Linked DNA regions of Mus musculus: all the other regions are linked to region 2. The links are chromatin contacts, called in public HiChIP or PLAC-seq, Micro-C and promoter capture Hi-C maps. All regions are on one chromosome and are shown on one strand. Each heading gives the region's core, a stretch centred on a gene start, on an enhancer-like site or on the middle of the called end of the contact. The rest is flanking DNA. Distances are from core to core; before and after follow the strand shown. Region 1 holds the start of Med11 (mediator complex subunit 11). Region 2 holds the start of Rabep1 (rabaptin, RAB GTPase binding effector protein 1). Region 3 holds the start of Mink1 (misshapen-like kinase 1 (zebrafish)). Region 4 holds the start of Pld2 (phospholipase D2). Region 5 holds the start of Tm4sf5 (transmembrane 4 superfamily member 5).

Region 1 (2,700 bases), core at 81-2,580, 390 kb before region 2:
TCCTCTCTAACCTCCATGAGCAATGCATGCACATCACTCACAGACACACATACAGATACAAAATACCCTTACTCACCAAATTAAATAAATAAATCTTGGTGGGCAGTGGTGATGCACACCTTTAATCCCAGTACTCAGGAGACAGAGGCAGGCGGATCTTGGTGAGTTCGAGGACAGCCTGACCTACAGAGCAAGTTCCAAGACAACCAGGGCTACAAAGAGAAACCTTGTCTCAAAAAAACCAAATAAAATAAAATAAGCTAACAAACACCATTGAGTGAGAGAACATTTCATTTATCTCTATATCCATAGAGCCTAGCACACCTAATTGATAATCAAAGACAGAAAGGTCGAGGGAAGGAACCAGGACATGAGAATGAGCTGGGCTCAGGATCAGGAAGAAGCCTTAGGCACGGAGAATGTCATGCTTTCCTTGGGAGAGGTTGGCCACCAAAGAGCCCATGACTACCCAGTATGGAGGAACCCACTTGAACTCCCACTGTCATCACCTGGCCCAGGGCCAATGCTTAATAATAAATTCTTATAAATTCAGTAAGTCAGACAGTTAACTAAATCAGAGAGGTCTGAGTGGCTTTGGGCCACAGGGCTGTTTCAGTGGTGGCTCATATCTTTAATCCCAGTATTTAGGGAGGCAGAGGCAGTGATACTCAATTTGTGGGGAAGGGGGTGAGGGGAAGACTAGTGCCCAAGTCATGTCTGGCCACCCTTCTTTAATAAGCCAATTAAAAATGGAAAGTTAAAAAAGGAGACGTATCCAATGTGGCCACATTGGGAAGAGTGACAAAGAGATCCGGCAAGCCCCCTCAAGTCAGTCTTCAGGGTGCTAACGCAACATCAAAGTTTAAATAGAGCAAGGTTGTGCACATCTAAGTACCCCACCCCCACCCGCACCCCCACCCTCAGTCAAGGTGTGTGGTCACACCCATCACTGACTATTCATTATCTGGGCTTCAGTCTCATCCTGTAAAGTGGTCTGACAAGTTGTTAGAACTGTGTAAAATCTCTTTCTGGAAGACAAGTTCTGATAGTCAAGACTGAAGAGATACAAGTATCTCTTTAAACTATCTTCATTTTTGACAGACCTATTACACCAGAGGATCTCTATGAGTTCCAGGCCAACTTGGTCTAAACTGAGATCCTGTCAGAAAACAAGTCAATAACCGCCTCTTTCCACCCCTGTCTGGCCTGGCATTAGCGCCCTGGCAGTCAGACTAGACCAGGTAGACTCGGAAGGGCGAGGCCGCGCTGAGCATCCTGGGAATTGTAGTGTTCGCTGCAGTGGCCTCTGCGCAGGCGCACATTAACAGGCATTTCCGGGCTGTGGCGCCACACCTCGCAAAAGACGGCCTGTGGGGCTTTCCACTGGAACGATGGCTACCTACAGTCTGGCGAACGAGCGGCTGCGCGCCCTGGAGGATATCGAGCGTGAAATCGGCGCCATCCTCCAGAACGCAGGTTCGGGAAGCGAGGGGCAGACGGCAAGGGGTGAAGACCAGCCCGGGACTCTGCGTGCAGTTGGGGCGGGACCTGAATGCTAGCCTTAGGGCGGGGCTGAGTCTGAAGCCTGGGTCTGACATCGCCCTCTCCCCGCCCTGGCAGGAACGGCGATCCTGGAACTGTCCAAGGAAAAGACTAACGAGCGGCTCCTCGACCGGCAGGCGGCAGCCTTCACCACTTCTGTGCAGCACGTGGAGGCAGAGCTATCCGCTCAAATCCGCTACCTCACTCAGGTGGGTGTGTCTAGAAGGTGCTGGGCGGGGACCCCAGCTCTGAACCAACGCCCTAGCCTTGGGGATTCCCTGAGCTTTAGCTAGGTAAGACTGCCTCTTACGCGATAGGTACTTTCATTTCAGGGCTGGTTTAGTCCTCTAAAAGGAAAGGATTAAAAATGTCTAGGGTGTATAAACAATACCCTAGGCATACCAGCTGGCACAGGCCGGTATTCTGAGCTACTTAAGTGCCTGAGGCTGGAAGATCACAAGTTCAAAACTTGTCTGGGCAATTCAGACCCAGTAGGTCAGAAAGAGAGTTGGAGCTCTGTGTTAGAGCACTTACCTACCATAAAGAGGCCCAGGTACTGAAATAAATAAATAAAAATAAATAAATAAATAAATACTGAAGCTACCGAACGTTGTTCCCAGAAACTTGTGAGGCCATATTTGCTTGGGGACTAAGAAGACAGACATCGCTAAGAGGCTTCCAGAGTCTTTACTCCAGCTGCTACTGTTTACTGACATCTGTGGTGTGCTGGGCATATCCTAAAACTCTAGGAAGTATTCGCTGTGGTCCCTATTTCATAGATGAGGTTCACACAGTGGTTAAGCTTTTTCTTTTTTTTTTTTTTTTGTTGTTGTTGTTGTTGCCTTAGAACACTGAGTTACCAGTCAACTAATGTAGATCAAACTTGGGAAAGATGTGAGACCAGAGAAATAATACTGCCCGGTTGTGGGTGGTAAAGAGAGGCAGTACCCCATTGATTGATCTGACTTGTAGGTGGCCACAGGGCAGCCGCATGAGGGCTCCAGCTACTCTTCCAGGAAGGACTGTCAAATGGCTCTAAAGCGAGTAGACTACGCCCGCCTCAAGATTAGTGATGTGGCGAGAACCTGTGAGCAGATGCTGGAGAACTGAGTTCGGATGATCCAGAGTGTGCCCTGCACCAGAGACCGTAGGATGGGG
Region 2 (2,700 bases), core at 12-2,511:
AATGTAGGCATCTGCAGTGACTCTGGAGCAGACTTGAGCTTAGAACTTTTAGAATCAGAATAAATGAAGAAGAAAAAGAAAGAAAGAAAGAAAGAAAGAAAGAAAGAAAAAGAAAAAGTAGGACCTAGTAGTGGTCCAACCCTGAAATCTCAGCTTCTCAGGAGGATGAAGCAGGATTGCAGACTCAAGGCTAACCTGGGCCATTTAGGGAGAGGGTGTTTCAAAATTAAAAAAACAGAACAAGAACTATTGCTATAGCTGAGTAGTGGAGTGCTTGCCTACTATGCTTAAGGTTAAATCCCCAGGACTGCAGGAGGGAGAAAAAAAGACTAGCATAGATCCCTGGCCTTTGGGGGTATGTGCACTTGAATAAGCTGGTGAGAGGAGCGTAAGCCCTGGCTGGGCTCCTGGTCTGTTGCTTGTCTTCCTTCTTTCCTCACCTGTCTTGCACCACGAAGGATCTGTGAACACACAGAGCAGCTCAAATGTGTAAGTGCTGTGCCACCTCCTCCAAATGCAGCTGCCCTCTGGCACGTTGAGAAACGTTTACACCCTGTCTTATAGAAAAATGAGAGACTACAGCTTCAGCTACCCAGGGAGGGAATTCTGGGCTCATAGGAAGGCAGGTGGACTTGGTCCTGAAGTGCCAGACTGTGTAGACCCCTTGCCCTAGGAAGGCAGCAAGGTCTGAATGAGGCTGGAAAGGAAAGTCTGGAGTCTCCGTATGGCTCTCTTGCCCAGGCAGAAGGGTGGCACTTTCTCCTGTCAAGAATGCAAGCACTGCGTCTGGCTGTATCTCCAACAGCTTCTCTGGGCTGATCACGTTAAAGTCAAACATAGTCGCTTAATGGAAAAAGTGCATTGGCTTGCACATCTGGGGACCAGACCAAGTTCTGGCCATAACAATTCTTCCTACTTTATATCCTCATTTAAACTTTTCTTAGCCGCTCTACTTTTCAAGGTTATGAGGTTAAGGGACTTTCTCAAGGACACACAACTAGGCAAAGTAGCGGCTGGGTTCGCGTGCACCCAGGGTCTCCTCACTCAGCTTGATATTTTTGTCTGTGTCCTGGGAGCCAAGAGCTTGCACAGTCTTCGTCTTTGCAGCCGCCAGTCTCCAACACCCATAGCTCTCTCATCAGCCTCCCTCTGGCTCCCAGGCCCCGGACCCCTCCTCCCTGGTCTCCCTCCCTCCTGAGGCCCCGCCCCTCCCTTAGGCCAGCGTCACGTGCCGTCCCATCCCCCCGCGCCTGCGCACTGCTTATTTCCCGCTGTCAGGATGAGGAGGCGGAGGTCGGCGCTCCGGTCCGTCTCTGCCCGAGGCTGTGGCGGCGCCGGCGGCTCCAGCCTTAGCGGTTCCTCCCTGGGCGGCGGTGGCCGCGGCTCGGTCGACGCCTCCTCCGCCAGCTGAGCCCGCGGCATCCCGGGACGCCGCTTCCCCGCCCATCCCCGTTCTCCGAGGCCGCCCACTGGCCATGGCGCAGCCGGGCCCGGCTCCCCAGCCTGACGGTGAGGCGCCCACCATGGCGGGCGCGGCCTGCCCGGCGCAGCGTCGTGGGGGCCCTTGGGGGCAGGAAGGGCACGCGCGCGGGCCCGGGGGTGACCCACGGACTGGAGGCGGGGGCGCGCGGGCGACGCGTGCTGGGGCAGCCGGGCTGGGGAGGGAGAGGGAGGCGCGCGCGGGCGGCCGCGGGGAAGGGCGTGGGGAGGCTGCAGGGAGGGAGCCGGCGGAGAGGAAGGTGCGGTGGGATCAGCACGTGGGTTCCTCGGGTGGGGAGGATGGAAATGGAGAGCATGTGCTATATTCCTTAAAGAAAACGCGAGCCCTCGCCTTGGTAGTGGCCGTGTGCCCTCTCGCCCCACCTCCGCTCCCGCCTCCTCAGGCCACGCTCCAGCGCTCTTTGCACCGGACTTGTAAAAGTAACTGTGATCCTAAGCATTGGGTAGCATTCTTTTGAGTGGTTGTGTTGCTTCATGGTAAGGCCGGGCTCATATCTTAGTCTCTTAGGGCCTCAGTTTCTGACGAACGAAGAGCGCTTGATTCATGTCTCTTTATCGAGAAAGATGGGCAAGTCTTGGGCCAGGCGATAAAGATGGCAACGTTCATCTGTAAAAGGATAGTTTAGTATTATTTCGAGAGTGTTAGGGATGAAAAGGTGCTCGAGTGGGCCGAAATCGAGGAGTCAATCGTCTTCTCCATTCCGTCTCTACCGTTCAAGCGATGGGGTCTCACTTTGTGGACCATGATGACCTGAAACTCCTGAGCTATCCTGCCTCAGTTTCCTGAGTAGCCAAGACTTAGACGTGCAGGACAGACTGTCTTAATAATGCTCATATTGGAAGAAAAAAAGGGCCTTGTTCTAAATAAGCCATGATGGTTATTAGAACCCTTTATGACCTTTAAACCGACTGAGCTCTGCCCCAGAGTTTTGACCACATTGTTTCAGGTGTTGTTGTCGTCAACCGGGAGTTATGTTTGGAAAGAATGTGCTCCGTCCTTGGCAAGATCTTACTGTATCTAGTTGGGAAAGTTCTTTCAGGTGTACTTTTCTAATTGGCTTTTGTGCTTAGCATCTTTACCTGTAAGTAGAATGTTGGGATGTGGTGGTTGGCTCAGGAGGTTCTTGGCCTTTTCCAAGAGTAGTCTCTTGAAATGATCTTTTGTGAAAACCTCTGTTTGTTCTTGCGGTAGGGGAACTG
Region 3 (2,700 bases), core at 187-2,686, 280 kb before region 2:
TTTAAGTATGGTTTATTAGAACATAAGACCAGAAAAGAAAAATATATATACATAAGGTCAAAGAAACAGCAGAATCTTGAAAGTCTTTGATATCACTACCCACAAGGCAGTGGGAGTCATCAAACGGTGTTTTTTTTTTTTTTTTTTTTTTTTCTCATTTTGTTTTTTTTTTTTTTCCCCCTGTCATTTTATAGTCCAGGCTAATAGAAAATGTAATCCTCCTGCCTCAGCTTCCTGAATGGTGGGGTTCAGAAAACCGTTTTAAACAGGACAATGATGCCAGATTTAAGTTTTAGAAAAAAAAATCACTTCTGGATAATGAAGAATTTAATCGAAGGTGCCAGGCAGAGAGGCCATGTGGGAAGGCCAAATGGGGATTGTGGCTTGCATATCAGGGGCAAGGTAAATGAGTCAGGAGAGTACCCGGAGCAAGTTTGAATGTGCACCCAAATGTGCCAAGAAGCCTCCAGAGAATTCAAGCTCACCTAAGCAATGTTTATATTCATTTTCAGAGGGAGTGTTAGTGTTGGAAGAGCTCTTGAAAACTCAGAACCTTCTCCCCTCAACTTCATAGAGAAAGAAAAGCCCAGAGGCAAATTTGCTTGCTCAGGGTCAGACAACACATTAGTCAGTGGCAGAACATGTCTGTCTATAGTTACAAAGCCTCACCCATCCTCTAGTGAGACTAACCGGCTGGAGGTGCTGTGCCAACAGGAGTAGATCTGAGGAGCTGGAAAAACATTTGAAGGGATTGGATACAGTTTCTTCTGCTTTACCACTAGCAACTCCAGGGATAGTTCTTTCCTGCAGAACACTGTGCTAAGAGAAGCAGATACAGACGTGTGCAGTAGGAGTGCCTATCTGCTCCCAACATCCCCACTCCAGCCTAGAAAGGGAGTAAAGGGCAGACAGTAGCCCCGTCCTTCCCTCCCACGTGGTTTCTCCAGCCAAGTTCTCACGGAGTGGCCCCTCCTTCAGCGGCTCCACTGTTACCATGGCAATTGGGTGGGTGGACAGCACGTCCTATCTAGAGGCCAGCAGCCCTCGCGTGGGGAGTTACCATAACAACCCCCCTAGTAATAGAGGGGGTTGGGTCCCGCCTCCCTTCCCCCGCAAATCGAGAGGTAGGTGGTTTGATTGGCAGCTGGGCACACGAAAGAGGGAAAGGGAAGAAAAGGAGTCAAATAAAGATCAACGAAGGAACTAGAGGAGAGGAGGCAACAATAATAAAAGGGGGAAAAGGAAGGGAAGGTGTATGCGCACGCGCACCAGCGGGTGGTCGCGCTCCTTCCACTCCAGGCTCTAGCGAGACTGGGTCCGCGCTCGCCCTCCGCCCGCTCTCCTGCGCCTGCGCGCAGGTGTCGGCGCCCCGCAGGAGGGGGCGCCCGGCGCGTTCGCGTCACGGTCGGCTCTGCGCGTGCGCAGGGCAGCCGGCGACTCGGGTTGCAGGCGCGCGGGTGAGAGCGCCTGTCAGCCGCTGGGTCGGTCCTCCCGCTGGCCCTCCCCCTCCCCGGCCTTCGGGGCAGGCGCGGTGGAGCCCGCCCCTCGAGTCCCCCGATGGGGGAGAAGCGGCGACGGCGGCAGCGGAGTGAGCGAGCCGGAGCGTGAGTGGCCCCGCGGCGGCCATGGGCGACCCAGCCCCCGCCCGCAGCCTGGACGACATCGACCTGTCTGCCCTGCGGGTGAGCACCACCCCAGCCTCGCGCCCGCGACCCCTGCCCTTACCCCGAGCTCTCGCCGCCCGGGGGTTCGCCCTCTGGAGATTCTGGGAGCCAGTTTGGTCCCCACCCTGTGCTGCCCTCCCCCACACTTGCGTGCCACCCCTACCTTGCTGCTGGGATCCGAGTCCCCTCCTTTATAGGCGTTTGAGGGTCACCTCTGGTGTCCCTAAACACAGCCCTGCATCACCTGCAGAGCCTTTCTTGTGTCCCCCCTCTCTCGGCCCTCATGTCTGCTTCCTCCACCTCCTCTTCTGGCTCCTGGAATTTTGACTTTGCAACTGCCTCAGCCTCCCCCTCATCCCTCGTTTTCTTCCTCGCCTACCCCTAAATTGCAAGTTGGGCGGATTTCACCTCCTCGCTCCACCCCACACACCTCCTACGTCTCCATCCCACGTTCACTTTCCCTATCCCTTTTCTCGTGTTTCAAGTGCAGCTTTTCAGACCCAGGCATTTCCGGTCTCGGGGTCCCTGAATATTACATTACTAACTCTGCAGCCGCGTGGGGCTGGGAGGACAGACAAGTGCACAGTGGGAGGAAGGGAAGCCTGGATTTCCTCGGAAACTCGGGCCGGAAGACGATGTTTACATACATGTACAAGCACACACACACACACACACAAACACACACGCACACACAACACGCTGCCTGAGGTCAGTAGGGAGGGAACTAGTGGGAGTGGAGGCAAAGGAGAGTTGGAGGGAGGGGTTCATTAGGGAAGCGGTTAAGAGGAAACAACTGTGTCAGGAATGCTTTCAAATAACCCATTTATTGTTCCACGTGGGGCACTTACTCTCTCTCCTCCCGGAATTTTCAGTTCAGCATTTGTAAGTGTTCTCTAGCGGGCAGCTTTGTCTTAAGGGCAACATAGAAATTTCAAGGTGAACCATTCCAGACTGTCTCCCAGGTGGTGTTTTGATTCCATGCCCGGTGAGCTTTCCCAACCGGCGGCGTAGGTGTAGCTAGAGCAGGATTCCCCAC
Region 4 (2,740 bases), core at 203-2,702, 300 kb before region 2:
CTGTACCATGCCTGCCTGGGATGCTGCCATGATCCGGCCTTGATGATAATGAACCTCAGAACCTGTAAGCCAGCCCCAATTAAATGTTGTCCTTATGAGGGTTGCCTTTCATGGTGTCTGTTCACAGCAGTAAAACCCTAACTAAGACAATAGGAAATACAGTTAACGCTGTTAATATTCAGAGATGTACAATTAAGACTGCAGTGGTAAACCTTTCAGACCACTCTAATGGATAACAGGAAGGATCTATGGAATTGAATGTGCACCGTGCTATGGAGCAGCTACAACAGAAGTACCATACACTGGTTTTTAGAAATATAAAATAGAAGAGCCATTTTGGAAAGTTTTTGTATTTAATTGTTTTCTCTATTTTGGCTTTGTGTGTATAAATGTTTTGTGTGTGCAGTGGCCACAGAGGCAAGAAGAGAACATCAGATCCCCTGGGGACTGCTTGGTGAGCAGCCATGTGGGTGCTAGGAATCAGACTCAGGTCCTCAGCTCATGCACAGAGCCATCTCTCCAGCCCCGGGGTTTGTTTTTTCAGCAGTGTTTTGCTGTGTAGCCTCAGCTGGTCTCAATGCCCAAGCTTCACAATACTCTCTCCAATTCTCTGTGCTGCTGAGCTACAAACTGCCAAGCCCAGACCTCGACAGCAAACAGTAAGTTAAACATACACTTATATGACCCAGTAGTTCCACTCTAGTTGTTTACAGAAGAGGAATTAAAATAATAAGTCCACAAAAATGACTGGCACATAAATGTTTATTGGAGGTTCATTTCCAGTGAACAAAACCTAAAACAATTCAAATGATGATTCAGCGGAAATTTGGAAGGGAAAAAAAGGACAGCCTTTAGGATCTGGGGAAAAAAAGTTTTTTCCAGACTGAAATTTACAGGCGATTAGGTTCCAGGTTCCGAAATTGGTCTGTTATTGTCGCTCAGTGTCGGGCTAATCACTCCTGCGTTAAAAGAGCGTTTCAAGAATGAAGAATGCGATTTCTCATACAGCAACGAACTTGGCAGTCACTCGGCTTTTTATGCTCTTATTACCTTCCATCAACAAAGGCTATCTGTACCGGGCCCACCAAGGGGACATCTGCAGGTCCTCGCAACCCAGGCCGTTCTGCCCGGATTCCAGGCAGTGCTGGGGACCAGACTACCCAATGGCCGCGCGCGCGCGCGCGCGCAGTAGAGGAATGTGCACTACGTGGATCGCACACTGGGGGGTGCTGGACATAGCCAGCAGGTGCCCCGAGGGCAGCTGGAGGAAGAAGACAGCCCTGGGGAGTGGGCGGCCTCCGGAGTGGGCGGCCCGGGCCCGGGCGTCTCTAACGCAGGGCGGGCAGAGGACGGCGGGGGCGGGACCCAGTCGACGCGACAGTCGTGGAGGTGAGCCCTGGGGGCCTTCCCGCCCCCCGAGGGCAGGCTCTGAACCCCGGCCCCGCCCCGGCCCTCTGGGGTGTAGGCTCCTGGCTGAGTTCTGCCTGCTTGCGAACCCGCACGGGCGCCGGGGTCCGCATCCAGGGTGCGGGGGCCCGGGACGTGGCGCGGCTGAGGTCCGGAGCCCCGGGAACCGGGCGGGGACGCTGTCGGGCTGGAGCTGCAACGGCCTTCTGACTCAGCCGCTCGTCCAGATTTCGGGATCTCTCTCCTGGGCGGGGAGCGCGCAACTTCCTCATTCCCGCCCGGACCCTTGCTTCCAGCCAGTCTGACCTGACTTCGAGCCTCGCTGTCACCAGGGCTCCTCCCTTGGACTTAACCTCGCCCCAGTTCGAGGCCATCCCACCTTAGCTAGGTGCTTTTTTGGACCTGAATTTGGAATGAGAAGCGGGGCTGAGAGGCTCTGGTTGAAGGCTGGGGGAGGGAATGGAGGTTGCAGGGGTGGGTGTTAGAGGGGCGTCGGTCTACAACCCTAGACGTTGAGAGTCACTGAGTAAGACGGGAGAGGACCGACCGGGGGCGTTGGATGGGGAAGGGGTGTTTCTGTAGGGCGAGTCCCTTCCTGAGGCTTCCTCATATTCCTAGGATGACTGTAACCCAGAAGAACCTCTTTCCCTATGGGGACTATCTGAACTCCAGCCAGTTGCACATGGAGCCAGATGAGGTTGACACTCTGAGGGAAGGAGAGGATCCAGGTATAGAGGGAGATGGCTCCCAGAGAGGGGAGATAGGGATCTGAGGCCTCCTGAGATCTTTACACCCTTGGGTTGTTTTGTTTTTGTTTTGCTTTTTTCCCCTCCCAGCTGATCGAATGCATCCCTATCTGGCCATCTATGACCTTCAGCCTCTGAAAGCACACCCCTTGGTGTTCGCCCCTGGGGTCCCTGTTATAGCCCAGGTGGTGGGCACCGAAAGATACACCAGCGGATCCAAGGTCAGTCACCAGCGGATACCAGGGAAGGCGAGAGAGGGAGTCCTGGCCCAAGTGGAGGCCTGGGTTGGGCCAGAAGACATATTTTAGATTTTCATATCCCCAGGTGGGAACCTGTACTCTATATTCTGTTCGCTTGACGCATGGTGACTTTACCTGGACAACCAAGAAGAAGTTCCGACACTTTCAGGAGCTGCATCGGGACCTCCAGAGACACAAAGTCTTGATGAGTCTGCTCCCTTTGGCTCGGTGAGTAGAACTCGGTTGCTTCCCGTGAAAGGCAGGTACTTCTCACCCCATGGCAGCCTCACTCACTCCTGTCTGTCTGACTCTTATCCCCTGGGCATTTTCCTTCCTCAGCTCTGTGCC
Region 5 (2,751 bases), core at 104-2,603, 340 kb before region 2:
AATAGAAAGAAAATGGGACCATCTTGGCTCATATAGCCATCACTGTATCACCAGAGACAGAGTCCACTCTGAGAAACAGAAAAGGGCGCGCAGAAACAAAATTTAAGAGCTGGGCAGTGGTGGCACATACCTTTAATCCCAGCACTCAGGAGGCAGAGGCAGGTGAATCTCTGAGTTCAAGGCCAGGCTGGTCTACAAAGTGAGTTCCAGGACAGCCGGGGCTATACAGAGAACCCTGTCTCGAAAAAAAAAAAACAAAAAAACAAAAAAACAAAAAAAAAGGCAAAATGGAGACTGAATACAAAATGGCTGCAGTTATGTTAAAAGGAGCAGGCCTCAACATGGAGAAAAGGGTTTGTTCAACTTACACTTCCAGATCATAGTCCACCATTGGGGGAATCAGGACTGAAACTCAAGCAGGGCTGGAACCTGGAAGCAGAAGCTTATACACAGGCCACAGGGATGCTTACTGGCTTGCTTCTCATGGCTTGCTCAGCCTGCTTTTCGAGACAGGGTTTCTCTGTGTAGCCCTAGATGTCCTGGAACTCACTCTGTAGACCAGGCTGGCCTCAAACTCAGAAATCCGCCTGCCTCTGCATTCCAAGTGCTGGGATTAAAGGCCTGAGCCACCACTGCCCACTGCTTTTTTTTTTTTTTTTTTAAATAGAACCTGGGATCATCAGCCCAGAGGCGGCACAACCCACCAACAGCTGGGCCCTGCCCCACGATCACTAATTGAGACAATGGATCTCATGGAGGTCTTTTCTCAACTCCTTTCTCTGTGATGTCTCTAACTTGTGTCAATGTAACACACAAAACCATCTAGTACACCCAGGTGGATCTCAAACACACTTTTTCTGAATAGCTCAGTTACTGGGGTGAGCCCTGCCTGACTCCACTGTAGTCTTTTTACTTTCTTTACAGAAAAAGACCTCTCCCTGTGGGACAGAAATCATGGGGCCACCGTACATCTGTCCCACACTTCCTCATTGACAAGGCTTTCTAACCCATCGAATCCTTACAACAGCTCTCTGGGCAAGTGGCTTCAGCCAACCTTTTCCACAGATGGTAACAACTGAGACTTCCAGGGGTGATGGGTTCAGTTGAGTCTTCAAGTAGACAAGGAGGGGCTGTACAAAGGTGTACACAGACCAAGGAGGAAGACGCTGACCCCAGTCACCTTCCCTTGTACAATCAGCTCCCGCAGCGCCTACTGCCACACCCCTCTCTTCACCTCTCCAGCTGCAGCCCCTCCACTTCCTCAGGGCCTCTCTCTTATCATTGCGAGTCTACCAGCCACTCCTCTCCTCAGACCTTTGCTCCAAGCCTCCCACCTGTTTAACTCCGGAGCCTGGCACTTCCTTCCCTGCTCACGTTCACTCCGCTCCTGCCTGTTTGGAAGCCTCAGACATGTGTACTGGAAAGTGTGCGCGCTGCCTGGGGCTCTCCCTCATCCCTCTCTCCCTGGTCTGCATCGTGGCCAACGCCCTCCTGCTGGTACCTGATGGGAAGACCACCTGGACGGACGGCAACCTCAGCTTGCAAGTTTGGCTCATGGGTGGCTTCATTGGAGGGGGCCTGATGGTGAGAATGCTGGAGCGCTAGCCAGGGACCTGGGTACCGAGCTAAGGGACCAGGGATGGAACCGAGAAGAAAAGAGGGGAAAGGACTCGTTTGGCTCTGGATGAAATGGCAAGGGTCTGATGGGGATTAGGGGTCTGTCCATCAGCTCACATATAGTGACCATTCTGTAGAGGGTCCTGGAGGAGCCATAGGGTCCTGAGTTGAGTGTCTGAGGAATGTGGGAAAGGAAGGACTTCTCTACTAGGTGGGAGTAAGTTCTCTGTGCCTCTCCTTGCCTCTACTACTGAACATATGCAAAAAACAAAAAACAAAAAAACACCTCATTATGAGGATAAAGGCTAGTTGTGTGGGAAGTTTCAGGGCAGTGTCATAACGGGCAAGGGTGGGTGCCCAGAGCAACCTCTGCAGCCCAGGTTGATATCTCAGATTAGACACTCCACCAGCCAACTCCATGCTTGCTTTCCCTCTCTTCCATAGCTGTTCCTTCTCAGCCTGTCTGCTAGGATCCCCAGTCTGTACTAAGTTAAGTGCTCAGAATACAATTCTGGACCCAGGTTGTCGGTATTTTAGAGTAAATGTCCCAGTCTTCCTGCAGACTAGGGAGAGAAGAGCCAGGTGTGATAGTGCACGCCCTTGGTCCCAGCAATCCAGAAACAGAGGCAATTGAATCTCCGAGGCTAGCCTGGTCTACTGAGGAAGTTTCAGGGCTACACAGAAAAACCCTTACTTGAAAAAGAAAAAAAAAAAAAGTGAGGAAAAGAAAACCACAAATATTCTATCTAGATTTTCCCCATCTTCCAACTCTCTTCCATTTAGAGAACTTTCTTTTTCATTTTTTTACTTTTTGTTTGTTTATTTAGAAACAACATCCTGATAGTATATCAAGCCAGCGGGGAATCATTTTATAACCCAGTCTGAACTTGAAGTCTTCCTGCCTGAACCTTTCACATACATGCCTGACCATTTGGGGGAACTTTTGACTGGTTAACCCAGTGTAGCATGGGATAAAGACAGAGATCGACCTAGCACGGTTTCCCACCTTTAGCACAACTTGCTTGCTGTTGAACTTCTCTGGGAGAAGTTGCACTTTGGTCCCCTCTGCTGGCCACATTGTTATTAGCTGAATGGAGATACCGCTCCCATAGCAACTCCCTTCCCTTGCCCTCT

Evidence for each region. A called contact is a pair of places that touch in the nucleus more often than the background predicts. HiChIP or PLAC-seq counts read pairs in DNA pulled down with a chosen protein or histone mark. Capture Hi-C pulls out chosen DNA fragments and counts their contacts.
Region 1: a promoter capture Hi-C map of adipose tissue shows a contact between it and region 2. The contact joins the promoter of Med11 here to the promoter of Rabep1 in region 2. A contact is called at or near these places in 9 of 39 promoter capture datasets (3T3-L1-derived adipocytes, cranial neural crest, embryonic stem cells and 6 more), 1 of 484 Hi-C or Micro-C datasets (embryonic stem cells), 3 of 115 datasets of contacts at active chromatin or transcription factors (bone marrow-derived macrophages, pancreatic cancer cells and stem cell-derived neural progenitor cells) and 3 of 9 other capture datasets (adipose tissue, liver and pancreatic islet).
Region 3: a Micro-C map of embryonic stem cells shows a contact between it and region 2, with 2.2 times the contacts expected there. The contact joins the promoter of Mink1 here to the promoter of Rabep1 in region 2. A contact is called at or near these places in 4 of 39 promoter capture datasets (cranial neural crest, embryonic stem cells and neutrophils), 2 of 484 Hi-C or Micro-C datasets (cortical neurons and embryonic stem cells), 2 of 115 datasets of contacts at active chromatin or transcription factors (bone marrow-derived macrophages and pancreatic cancer cells) and 2 of 9 other capture datasets (adipose tissue and liver).
Region 4: a contact with region 2 is called in an H3K4me3 HiChIP or PLAC-seq map of embryonic stem cells, with 22 read pairs. The contact joins the promoter of Pld2 here to the promoter of Rabep1 in region 2. A contact is called at or near these places in 16 of 39 promoter capture datasets (the 3T3-L1 cell line, the C10 cell line, the HPC-7 cell line and 11 more), 2 of 115 datasets of contacts at active chromatin or transcription factors (bone marrow-derived macrophages and embryonic stem cells) and 1 of 9 other capture datasets (liver).
Region 5: a contact with region 2 is called in a promoter capture Hi-C map of liver. The contact joins the promoter of Tm4sf5 here to the promoter of Rabep1 in region 2. A contact is called at or near these places in 13 of 39 promoter capture datasets (the 3T3-L1 cell line, 3T3-L1-derived adipocytes, cranial neural crest and 8 more) and 2 of 9 other capture datasets (adipose tissue and liver).

The regions. Positions count from the first base shown.
Region 1 is chr11:70,450,588-70,453,287 of GRCm38.p6, forward strand. Med11 (mediator complex subunit 11) reads left to right here and starts at 1,331. Exons shown (of 3, transcript NM_025397.3): 1 at 1,331-1,476; 2 at 1,621-1,751; 3 at 2,515-2,700. The coding sequence starts at 1,392. The coding sequence ends at 2,652.
Region 2 is chr11:70,843,500-70,846,199 of GRCm38.p6, forward strand. Rabep1 (rabaptin, RAB GTPase binding effector protein 1) reads left to right here and starts at 1,262. Exons shown (of 18, transcript NM_019400.3): 1 at 1,262-1,509. The coding sequence starts at 1,476.
Region 3 is chr11:70,561,445-70,564,144 of GRCm38.p6, forward strand. It overlaps Mink1 (misshapen-like kinase 1 (zebrafish)), which reads left to right and starts at 1,437. Exons shown (of 33, transcript NM_001045964.1): 1 at 1,437-1,682. The coding sequence starts at 1,626.
Region 4 is chr11:70,538,820-70,541,559 of GRCm38.p6, forward strand. It overlaps Pld2 (phospholipase D2), which reads left to right and starts at 1,453. Exons shown (of 25, transcript NM_008876.3): 1 at 1,453-1,795; 2 at 2,026-2,135; 3 at 2,244-2,374; 4 at 2,478-2,620. The coding sequence starts at 2,027.
Region 5 is chr11:70,503,921-70,506,671 of GRCm38.p6, forward strand. It overlaps Tm4sf5 (transmembrane 4 superfamily member 5), which reads left to right and starts at 1,354. Exons shown (of 5, transcript NM_029360.3): 1 at 1,354-1,584. The coding sequence starts at 1,411.